Linked DNA regions of Mus musculus: region 1 is linked to region 2. The links are chromatin contacts, called in public promoter capture Hi-C maps. All regions are on one chromosome and are shown on one strand. The core of a region is the stretch at or near the end of the contact, and the rest is flanking DNA. Distances in the headings are between cores, read along the strand shown.

Region 1 (4,556 bases), core at 1,521-4,020, 2.0 Mb before region 2:
GCAAGAGAGAACGCACATACATTCATTTTCAGCAAGTCCTCTGTGACCTACATAAAGTGGAAAAACGAATCATTACAGCATAATATAATTTCAAGGGGAAAAAAAGTTCAATTTTCATTAAATTCATTAACAAAGTGCGTTTTTTTTTTTTCATTTCATTTTCAGTGCCTCCAAAATAGTGTCTTCACTGCCCTTTGAAACTTTCTATTTAAGTATAAGGAGAAGGCTGCCGGGAAGGGGAGGGTGTGTGTGTGTGGGGGGGGGGGGGGGCGTGTTGTTCACACCTTTGGGTGGAAACAGGTTTCAGGTGTGTACGCATGCGCCCCCTTGTGGTCTGGCTTCCAAATTTTTAGGCCCTGTCTTCTGATACTTCCTTAATCGATATATCAGTCAGGGTATTTCCTGGTGGCACCATCTCACACAATGTGAGAAACCCTATTTAAGAATATCCCCTAATCCAGAAGAAAGGACACTTAGAAGACAACAGGAAATTCCTCCGTATATTCTGCCATCAACATCATTAAAATGTCTCATTAGAGAGATCCTAAGTGGGTGCAGGGGCAATCTGTGGTTTTGCCCTGAGGCAAACTGCTCTTGCTGCTTGTGAGGTAGAAGAGGCAATAAGCGCATTCCTTTCAAGGGGCCTTGTTATTGTTGTGGATTCTGGGGAAAGGGGGTTGAATTCTTAGATGGATGTTTACATTATTTGCAGCTTAACATCCCCTGCTTTAAAATCCATTGGAAGCTGTATCTGAAGCTAGTATTTAGTAAATTAATTTTAGAAGAACAAATATTTACCCAACAGGGAAACGTCAGACAGTGTTGGCTTTTATATCCAAACCAAAAAGGATACCAATTATACGAAAATAACCTTCTCTCCAACTTTAAAAGCTAAGTCCTTCTCCATTTTAAATCATGAGTTCATCTTCTTTGTGCCAACTGTAAGGTAACATGATTTGCTAATGCAGATTTTAGTGCCTTCAGAAAGTGGAGGCAGGAGAAGGCAGGGAATAAAAGACAAAACAAAAATAAAATAATAGTGATGTTGGCTTCATGAAATGTGTGCTGAGAGTGTAAGTTCAAAAAATTTCCTGGTAGTTATTTTCACATAACATATTTCTAAGATGAGATTCAACAATGATTCGAAATTCAGAGAAAAGCTAGCCATTTGCATAAAAGAAGGCTAGAACTTAAGAGTTGGGAATCACAGAATGCATTGTAAGAAAGCCCATGTTCCTGTGAGTGAAACAACATGAAGAGAATCCACATTCAATTACACCCTGCATTGCATGATATTTCATGCAAATAATATGAGACAAGCATTTGCATCAGGTAATTTGGAGGAAGTAGAAGTTGGGAGACCATGCATTTTAAATATATATGCTTTGCTTTAGCTTAGAATCATGACAGACTTCAGGAAAAGAAACATTGAAAAAGATTTTATGAAAGATACACTTGAAATTCTAACCTCAGATACAGTCACAATGCTAATAAATTATGCCCTTGCCCATGATTCTGATGGGAATTTTTAATTGAATAGTTAGGATTTGCCCTGCCTAGCACTAGGAACACAGTAACAGTACATAATCACATAAATGAATCTGTTGATTCATTTAAGTTTTGACTTTTTAAATGGAATATGCATACTAACAAAAATTTATTCCACAGTTTTGGCAAAGTAAAACTTAACAGTCTGAAATCAAAGCAACCTTGTGAACATACAATGCCTCCTCTGTGAGGGTAAGTCATACATTCGGCCCCTACTTTTTTAAATACCTCTGGTCATGAAAGAAATGCTTTTCTGCAAAAATGTAAATTGTTTCCCAGAAACTTTTAAAAACATGTACCTTAAGGTGTATATCCAAAACCACAGATCTTTAAAATGAGCAAAACACGGAGAAGTGATCCACACAAGTAACTGAGTCCTCCTGCTAACATTTTATAACCCAGAATGTTTATTGCGACCTGTAACAACATATTTTATTGCAAAACCCCTTGACTGCTGCTGGTGGTAGTGGCCTTTTTCTGTCTCAATACTAGATTTCAACATTATAACAATATGTAGCTAATTAGCATAGATAACATTTTAATTTCTGTACGTTTTTGAGTGTCTAACTTTTTTTTTTTTTTTCATTGCAACCTTGGAACGTTTTAAATTTCCCTTGCCAATCAGTCTGGCATACAGAGTGAAATTAATCCAATAGTGATGGAAAGTATAATAGGTAAAATGTGAAAATAAATGTTCAAAACTGTCATTGAATAGCAAATTGGCAAAATTCCTCTAGATCTTTTTTTTTCCTGTTCCTGTTAAAATTAAACACTGTCCCCAAGACTCAGCATCCCCTGGGGTATAGTAAGAAAAAAAAAAAAAAAAAAAGCACTTACCTTACTCTCTTGACACTGTTTCCGTTAATTTCTTAAACAGGCACACTGTGAACAAGAATCCACTAACATATGCTGTGAACTCTGTCAGGGTGGGACTGGCTGCCAGAGTCTCAGTGATACAAGAGCTGAGGAGCGTGGGGGGTGGGGGGGGGGGACCAGCCCAATCACGCCAGCCTCTGGATGAAGTTATGTCACTGTGGGCTCTTGTGGTGTTGCCTCTGAGCAAGCTTCTCTCTAACGAAGTGCAGGTGGACAAAACAGACCCTTCCACTCTGGAATCGGGGTTGGGGGAAGAGAGAGAGACAGAGAGAGAAGTACTTTACTGGATTAAACCCCTAAGAATCGAGCTTGCTACAAATGAGGCAGTTCGGTGTGAGAGGGTTTCTGCTGCAAACTTCTGAACTTCTGCATGTGTGGTGGCGGTGAACTGTGATCTGCTCAGCCAAGTCTTGTGCTCCTGTAAAGACCTCATAAATCACAAACAGAGCAAAGAATCTCAGGAAAATGCAAATGAGCACACGCAAAGGAACTGAGTCTTTTTTTTTTTTTTTTTTTTTTTTTGGCCACCCCTCTTGGATTACTTATTTGATTCACTTGGGTTAGCTTGCTCTTTGTCCTAAGGATGCATTCATTTCTGTACTGTGAGCAGCGCTTCATATACACGTTGAGACAACTGATAGGGTGAATGTCTTCTTTAGCTTGTCATGTTGAGGAAACTCTTTCTCATGTTCTTCAGATCTGGAACCACTCAGCCAAGGTCTGACCTGTTTTTCATTTGTGGATTTCCTCAGGAACTCACTCAAAACCCTACTTGAAGATTATATTCTATACTTTAAAGCCAAAAAAAGCAGAACAAAGATAACATAAATATATCCTAAAAATATCACAAGTCACTAATCTTTTTCATTCTGTTACCAGACTATTCTGACTTTTTTTCCAAGGTGGAAGGCACCCAAAGTTGTGGTCTGTCCAAAGGCCTGGCTTGATAGAGTGTTCTAACTCACTTTCTGGTATGTAATGTAGCAAATGAGTAATTTATTCAAGCCCTTATTGCTTTAATTACTTGAGAAGATTATATATATTTATAGGGTATATTTTTATTTTAAAATATTCACTTTCTATTTTTTAATTAGATATTTTTAAATTACATTTCAAATGCTATATCAAAAGTTCCCTATATCCTCCCCCAGCCCTGCTCCCCTACCCACCCACTCCCACTTCTTAGCCCTGATGTTCCCCTATACTGGGGCATATAAAGTTTGCAAGACCAAGGGGCCTCTCTTCCCAGTGATGGCCGACTAGGCCATCTTCTGCTACATATGCAGCTAGAGACATGAGCTCTGGGTACTGGTTAGTTCATATTGCTGTTCCTCCTAGAGGGTTCAGACCCCTTCAGCTGCTTGGGTACTTTCTCTAGCTCCTCCATTGTGGGTCCTGTATTCCATCCAATAGATGACTGTGAGCATCCACTTCTGTATTTGCCAGACACTGGCATAGCCTCACAAGAGACAGCTATATCAGGGTCCTTTCAACAAAATTTTGCTGGCATAGGCTATAGTGTCTGCATTTGGTGGCTGATTATGGGATGGATCCCCGAGTGGGGCAGTCTCTGGATGGTCCAGTCTTTCATCTTAGCTCCAAACTTTGCCTCTGTAACTCCTTCCATGGGTGTTTTGTTCCCTATTCTATAAAACTCTTAGAGCAAGCTGTTTCAGTATAGGTTCTACATTTTAGTTATTTTCCTTTAAAGATAGCTTGAGACACAGCTCAGTTGGTACAGCGTAGCATTAATAAAGAAATGGGTTCAATCTCCAGCATCAGATAAACTAGATGTGATAACACACAGAGGTAGGTAATTCCAGTGCTTGAAGGGTAGGGACGGGAAGAGCAGGAATTTAAGTTCATCCTCAACTACATAGTGTATTGAATCCTGCCTGGGATTCATGAGACCCCCATCTCAACATAACAATGTAAATGAAACAAAAATCAGAGTACATATCCAGTGTTTCAAATGTTAATAGTGAGACCTGAGAGGGGTACAAGTCAATAATCATGACCTTATTCACCTGGAAAGTTCACACTAGTATAAATGCCTTACATTCATTGCATATATGGAATTCAAGTTTTAAAAATATGTGAATACATATTTATACAATGTATATATGACATGA
Region 2 (5,094 bases), core at 163-2,662:
CTGCGAGACCCACTACTCCCAAATCAATTTAATATTCCGCCCCGTGATTGGTCACTAATTCTCTGTTCTTAGGTTCTTATTCGACTGGAGGGGCAGGGTCTGACCGGTTTTGTAAGATGCCAGAGCCTGGCACACCGGAGGCCTTCCAGGAATGAAAAACAAAACGGATGTGGCTGTCTAAACAGTTCTGTGGGAAGTGAAGCTCCTGTAGGTTAGGAGTTCGGGTTTTGAAATAGGGTCTCATGTAGACCAGTCTAGTCTCACCAGTTCTAAATGGCAGGGAATGGCCTTGAATTCCGAATCCTTCTGTTTTGGGCTCTCAAGTGCTGGGATCACATACCTGGGATTCCACACCTGATTTGGATTAGGGGTTTTCTTGAATTCCAGTGATGTCAGGTCTCCTACTTTTTTTCTTTTTCTTTCTTTTCTTTCTTTCTTTCTTTCTTTCTTTCTTTCTTTCTTTTTTTTTTTTTTTTTTTTGGTTTATGGTTTTAGGTTTTCGAGACAGAGTTTCCTCTGTATAGCCCTGGCTGTCCTGGAACTCACTCTGTAGACCAGGTTGGCCTTGAACTCAGAAATCTGCCTGCCTCTGGCTCCCAAGTGCTGGGATTAAAGGCGTGCACCACCACTGCCCACCGGTCTCCTACTTTCTATCTTGGCTCTTCAATAGCACTGAAATATTGGGAGTTGTTCCAAGTGCCTAAAACTGTAAGCTTCCAGACAACAAACATCCCACTGATTTACTGCTATGGCCTTACTTAGAATGAGATACACACAGAATAACAGCCATAACCAGTGTTCATGAATGCACTCTGGAGGGTCAGCGGAGGTGGGGATGCCACAACACAGACAACTGGCTATAGTCCACTTCAAAGCCTCAGCTGACTCTTCAAGAGCACATAAAAGCACTCTCATCGAAACAGAGGAAGTGGGGAGAGGGAGAAGGAAGGGGAGAGGAGAGAGAGAACTCAATGAATTTAACCTTCCTAGCCTTCACAAGCAATGCTAACCGCGATGCTTCAGTAGTCCTGCCATGGCTCCGGGGACCTTGGCTCCAGGACCCAGTACTGGGGTCCGTCCCTAAAGGGAACTCTATCGGACCTCTAAAACGGAGAACGAGGAGGTCTCTGCTCGCTTCCCTTCCCTGGCCTTGTACAAAGCGCACCCCCCCCCCCAAAAAAAAAAGGCCTCTGGAGCACTCGCCCGCGGGCAGGGCAGAGCTGGCGGAGCCCTAGACTTAGGCCTCGAGCCCCGCCCCCCGGCTGGTCGAAGCCGCGCCCCCAGCTCCCCACCCTACCCCCGCCCGGCAACGGTCCTGGCGCGCAGGCGCACTGGCGCGCCCAAAGGAGGGAGCGCGCCGGCGCGCGCGCGCGGGAGCCCCGCTTAAATGCGGGCGAAGGGGGCGGCGCGCATCCTCGGCGTCTCTGCCCGGTCTGCACCGTCGCTTCCAACTGTCTCCGCGTGGCACGAGCCACGAGCCGCGCTCTTCCCCCGGCGGCGGCGGCGGCGGCGGGTGCAAGCAAGGAGTGGCTGCGAGCGGCGGCGGGCTCCATGGAGAGCGGCGGGCGCCGGAGCAGAGGCGGCGCTTCCACCGCTGCGCCCGGACTGCAGTGACCCGCGTTCCGCCCCGCGTCCCGGCGGCCGCCCGGCCTCGCCGTCCGTGTCCGTGCCGCCGCCGCCGCCCGTCCCACCGGCGCCCGAGCATCGCGACTTCCTTCGGCCCGACTCCCCGGCGGGGTGGCGGCGGCCGGGTCCCCACGGTGGCGGCCGGAGCAGCGGCTGCAGGAGCCCGGCTCTAGGATGAAGTTCAAGCCCAACCAGACGCGGACGTACGACCGCGAGGGCTTCAAGAAGAGGGCGGCCTGCCTGTGCTTCCGCAGCGAGCAGGAGGACGAGGTAAGCGCGGGGACAAAGGCTGGCGACCGGGCTTCATCCCGCACCCCCCTGCACCGCCCGGGCCTGCGGGTCACCGGCAACCCCCACGCCCGGAGCTGGAGATCGGCCTCCGGGGTTCGCCAGCCTGCCTTTTAGACCTCCCATTAGGTCGCAAGCTGTTGGCTTCATTACGTAGATACCTCCTTTTGCAAAGCGGACTCCGCTTTTAAAGTTTTTCTGACGACCGAAAGATGGCCAGCGAGAGATGTGGAATGACGCCAGAAGGGACAAGATAGGCCAGGAACGGGGCGAAGTTGCCCTTTTCAGCCCGGCCATCTCTCGCTCTTCTGGTTTCTCAAGGCTGTTCTGCGGTGTGACTTGACATCTGGGAAGGAGCGGCGTGTGATTTTACCCGACCCTTCGCCCTGCTTTGGACGGATAGGGACCTTTGGAGTAATCTCTGGGAGAGCCTATTTTATTTCACTTCAGTTCTATTCGGTTTTAAAATGATTCCGTTTTCATCCTGCTCTGGATAGTTCAGTCACTTGGTAGCTGGGGGAAATCTTGTAGCGCTGCCACGCCTAAAATGAACTGATAGAGGAAAAAAAGTTAGCGTTCTGAGTTCTGCTTCTGTAGCCGCGTCCAGGGAAGCACCAAGCATAAAACTGGAGATGGGATCTAATGGCTTCCTTATTGCTAGCCCCTGAAGTTATGATAAGTATGACAGCGTACACTCAGTGGTGGTTAACAGATAGCCGCGTGCTTGAAAGTTAGGATCTTTAAACCGCTTTTGCTTTTTATTTATTTATTTTAAAGGTTGATTTGAAAGCTTCTAAGTGTTAAACCCAAATCCCGAAGGAACTTCTAGAGAAAGGTCTTTGAGCTGAGTCTACTTAGAAGAGAACGGAATATAGGACCTTTTAAAAGTGCACAAAGGACAAAAAAGGCCAACAAGCCTTAAATGCAGTCTATCATGGGGTGGGGGGAGTCTTTGAAGGAGGTGCCGTGCTAGGGCAAGGCAAACTAAGTATAAAAACATGTAATAGCGAATAGTGACCCAGGATCCAGTCTGACCTGTTCACTGCTCTATCGGATTTTTAGCTGAGCGTTTACAATGAGTTAGGTGCAACCCGGGAGTGTTACATTTAATCCTTTTAGCACTTGGAGGTAGTACTGGTCCGCCCTGTTTTATAGGTGAGAAGACGGCTTTGAGCAGAAATTCTTTGTCCAGATGACAGAATTAGGTAGCAATCATAGTTAGGGATGTAGTTCCTACCCCAGAAAGCTGGCCTCTTGGTAAAGGGCCTCTGCTCAGCAGTCGGGTGCTCCGTGTTTTGTGAGGCTAAACTTGAAAGCCTTTTAAGTTACCTTTGAGATTGTGCCATAATACACAGTTGGAAATTCAGGGCCCATTTTGTGTGTATGTGGGGGGGGGTGTCTGGGGGTGTGGGGGGTTGTTTGGGGGTGGGATGTATCTGTGTGTGTCCCTAGGGGAAGCTATGAGGATAGGAGAAATCAAAATTATCTAAATTGTGTGTCTGGCAAGGCAGTCTTGACAAGAGCTCCATAAATGACTTTAAGCAGGTAGGTGGATTGGTGTGTGTGTGTGTGTGTGTGTGCTTGGAAATTGTTTCTGCTGGAAGCGTTGCTAAAGGAGATAGCACCATGGTCGAGAGCTTGCCTCGAACACAGGAGCCTGGGTTCAATCCTGGGCTCCTCTCTCTCTCTCTCCAGGAAGTTGCTGTAAAATCATTGCTACAGCCTGTTTTCAAAATGAGACCAGTATTTTTAAATACAGTGAGATGAGCAAGGCTTGGGGAGTATTAGAGAAACCCATTATGTAAAGCGCTGGCTCTTGGAGCCTGTAGGCTGGGGGACCCCGGTGAATCAACTTGTTAGGGGATATGCTCTGAGGGAAGACGCTGGAATTCTCCCGAGCACACAGCCAACTTTCAGCATCTGGTTTGGCTCTTTGGAAATTTTACTTCTGTGGTTGTGTACAGTTGAGGCTCTTTCTATTATGTGATAATTACGGAATAGACTCTTAGCAGCACAGTAAGATGTCTGGGAAAGCTACAGGTGGGCTTTCCCTGTTGAAATGATACCACGAGCCATCCAAGGATAGACCAAAGCTGCTTGTCCCACCCTTCCAGCTAATGGGTAAAAACTGCTTATTTATTGGGTTAAGGAGTTGTAGGTCCTGGTTAGAACATTTAAATGTATGTTTTTAAAGATGAGGGTAACTTCAAAAAAAAAAAGTTAATTACCATCTGATCCTAAAAGGCTACGGAGAGCCCCCATTGGCTGGCTCACCTGAGTGCCGGGATTATAGGCGAGAGCCTTGATGCCCACTGAGAACAGGTTTTTCTTTTTTTTTTTTTTTTTTTTTTTTTTTTTTAAGATTTATTTATTTATTATATGTAAGTACACTGTAGCTGTCTTCAGACACTCCAGAAGAGGGAGTCAGATCTTGTTACAGATGGTTGTGAGCCACCATGTGGTTGCTGGGATTTGAACTCTGGACCTTCGGAAGAACAGTCGGGTGCTCTTACCCACTGAGCCATCTCACCAGCCCGAACAGGTTTTTCTTATAGTAGTGGTTCATACTGGTGCACGCCATAACTACCAGCATGTGGGAGGCAAAGGGGGTCTGATCTCTGAGTTCAAGGCCAGCCTGGTCTACAGAGTGACAGGGCATATAAATTAGGGCACAGAAGTAACATATCTCAAGGTCACAGAACAAGCAGGACTTGACTCCCCGTGTTTTTAAGTCTTCAGTGTATCTGAGCAGCCTCTCTGGCTAGTTTTTCCTGTGGAGGCCTGTCAGCTTCAGTGTGGCTTTGAGCCTTCAGACCAGCCCACAGGTATATGTCCATAAATGACTTTAAGCAGGTAGGTGGATTGGTGTGTGTGTGTGTGTGTGTGCTTGGAAATTGTTTCTGCTGGAAGCGTTGCTAAAGGAGATAGCACCATGGTCGAGAGCTTGCCTCGAACACAGGAGCCTGGGTTCAATCCTGGGCTCCTCTCTCCATAGGCAAAGAAAAGACGGTGACGTGGTGAGTTGGTAGCCAGAAATGGCTCTCGTTGAATATATTTGCATATGTATTTGAATAGTGGATGTAAAGATAGTTTGAGCTGGCAAGGAACATACACTGTCGTATGGAAGATTAGATGAAACAGGGGGAAATAACAACGGAGGCCTGGAGTGCTTTCTTCTCT

Evidence for each region. Promoter capture Hi-C pulls out the DNA fragments that hold promoters and counts their contacts.
Region 1: a promoter capture Hi-C map of hippocampal neurons shows a contact between it and region 2, with 5 times the contacts expected there. The contact joins the promoter of Lum here to the promoter of Nudt4 in region 2. A contact is called at or near these places in 2 of 39 promoter capture datasets (cranial neural crest and hippocampal neurons).

The regions. Positions count from the first base shown.
Region 1 is chr10:97,563,715-97,568,270 of GRCm38.p6, reverse strand. Lum (lumican) reads right to left here and starts at 2,770. Exons shown (of 3, transcript NM_008524.2): 1 at 2,386-2,770; 2 at 1-47. The coding sequence starts at 26.
Region 2 is chr10:95,560,464-95,565,557 of GRCm38.p6, reverse strand. It overlaps Nudt4 (nudix (nucleoside diphosphate linked moiety X)-type motif 4), which reads left to right and starts at 1,412. Exons shown (of 5, transcript NM_027722.5): 1 at 1,412-1,896. The coding sequence starts at 1,801.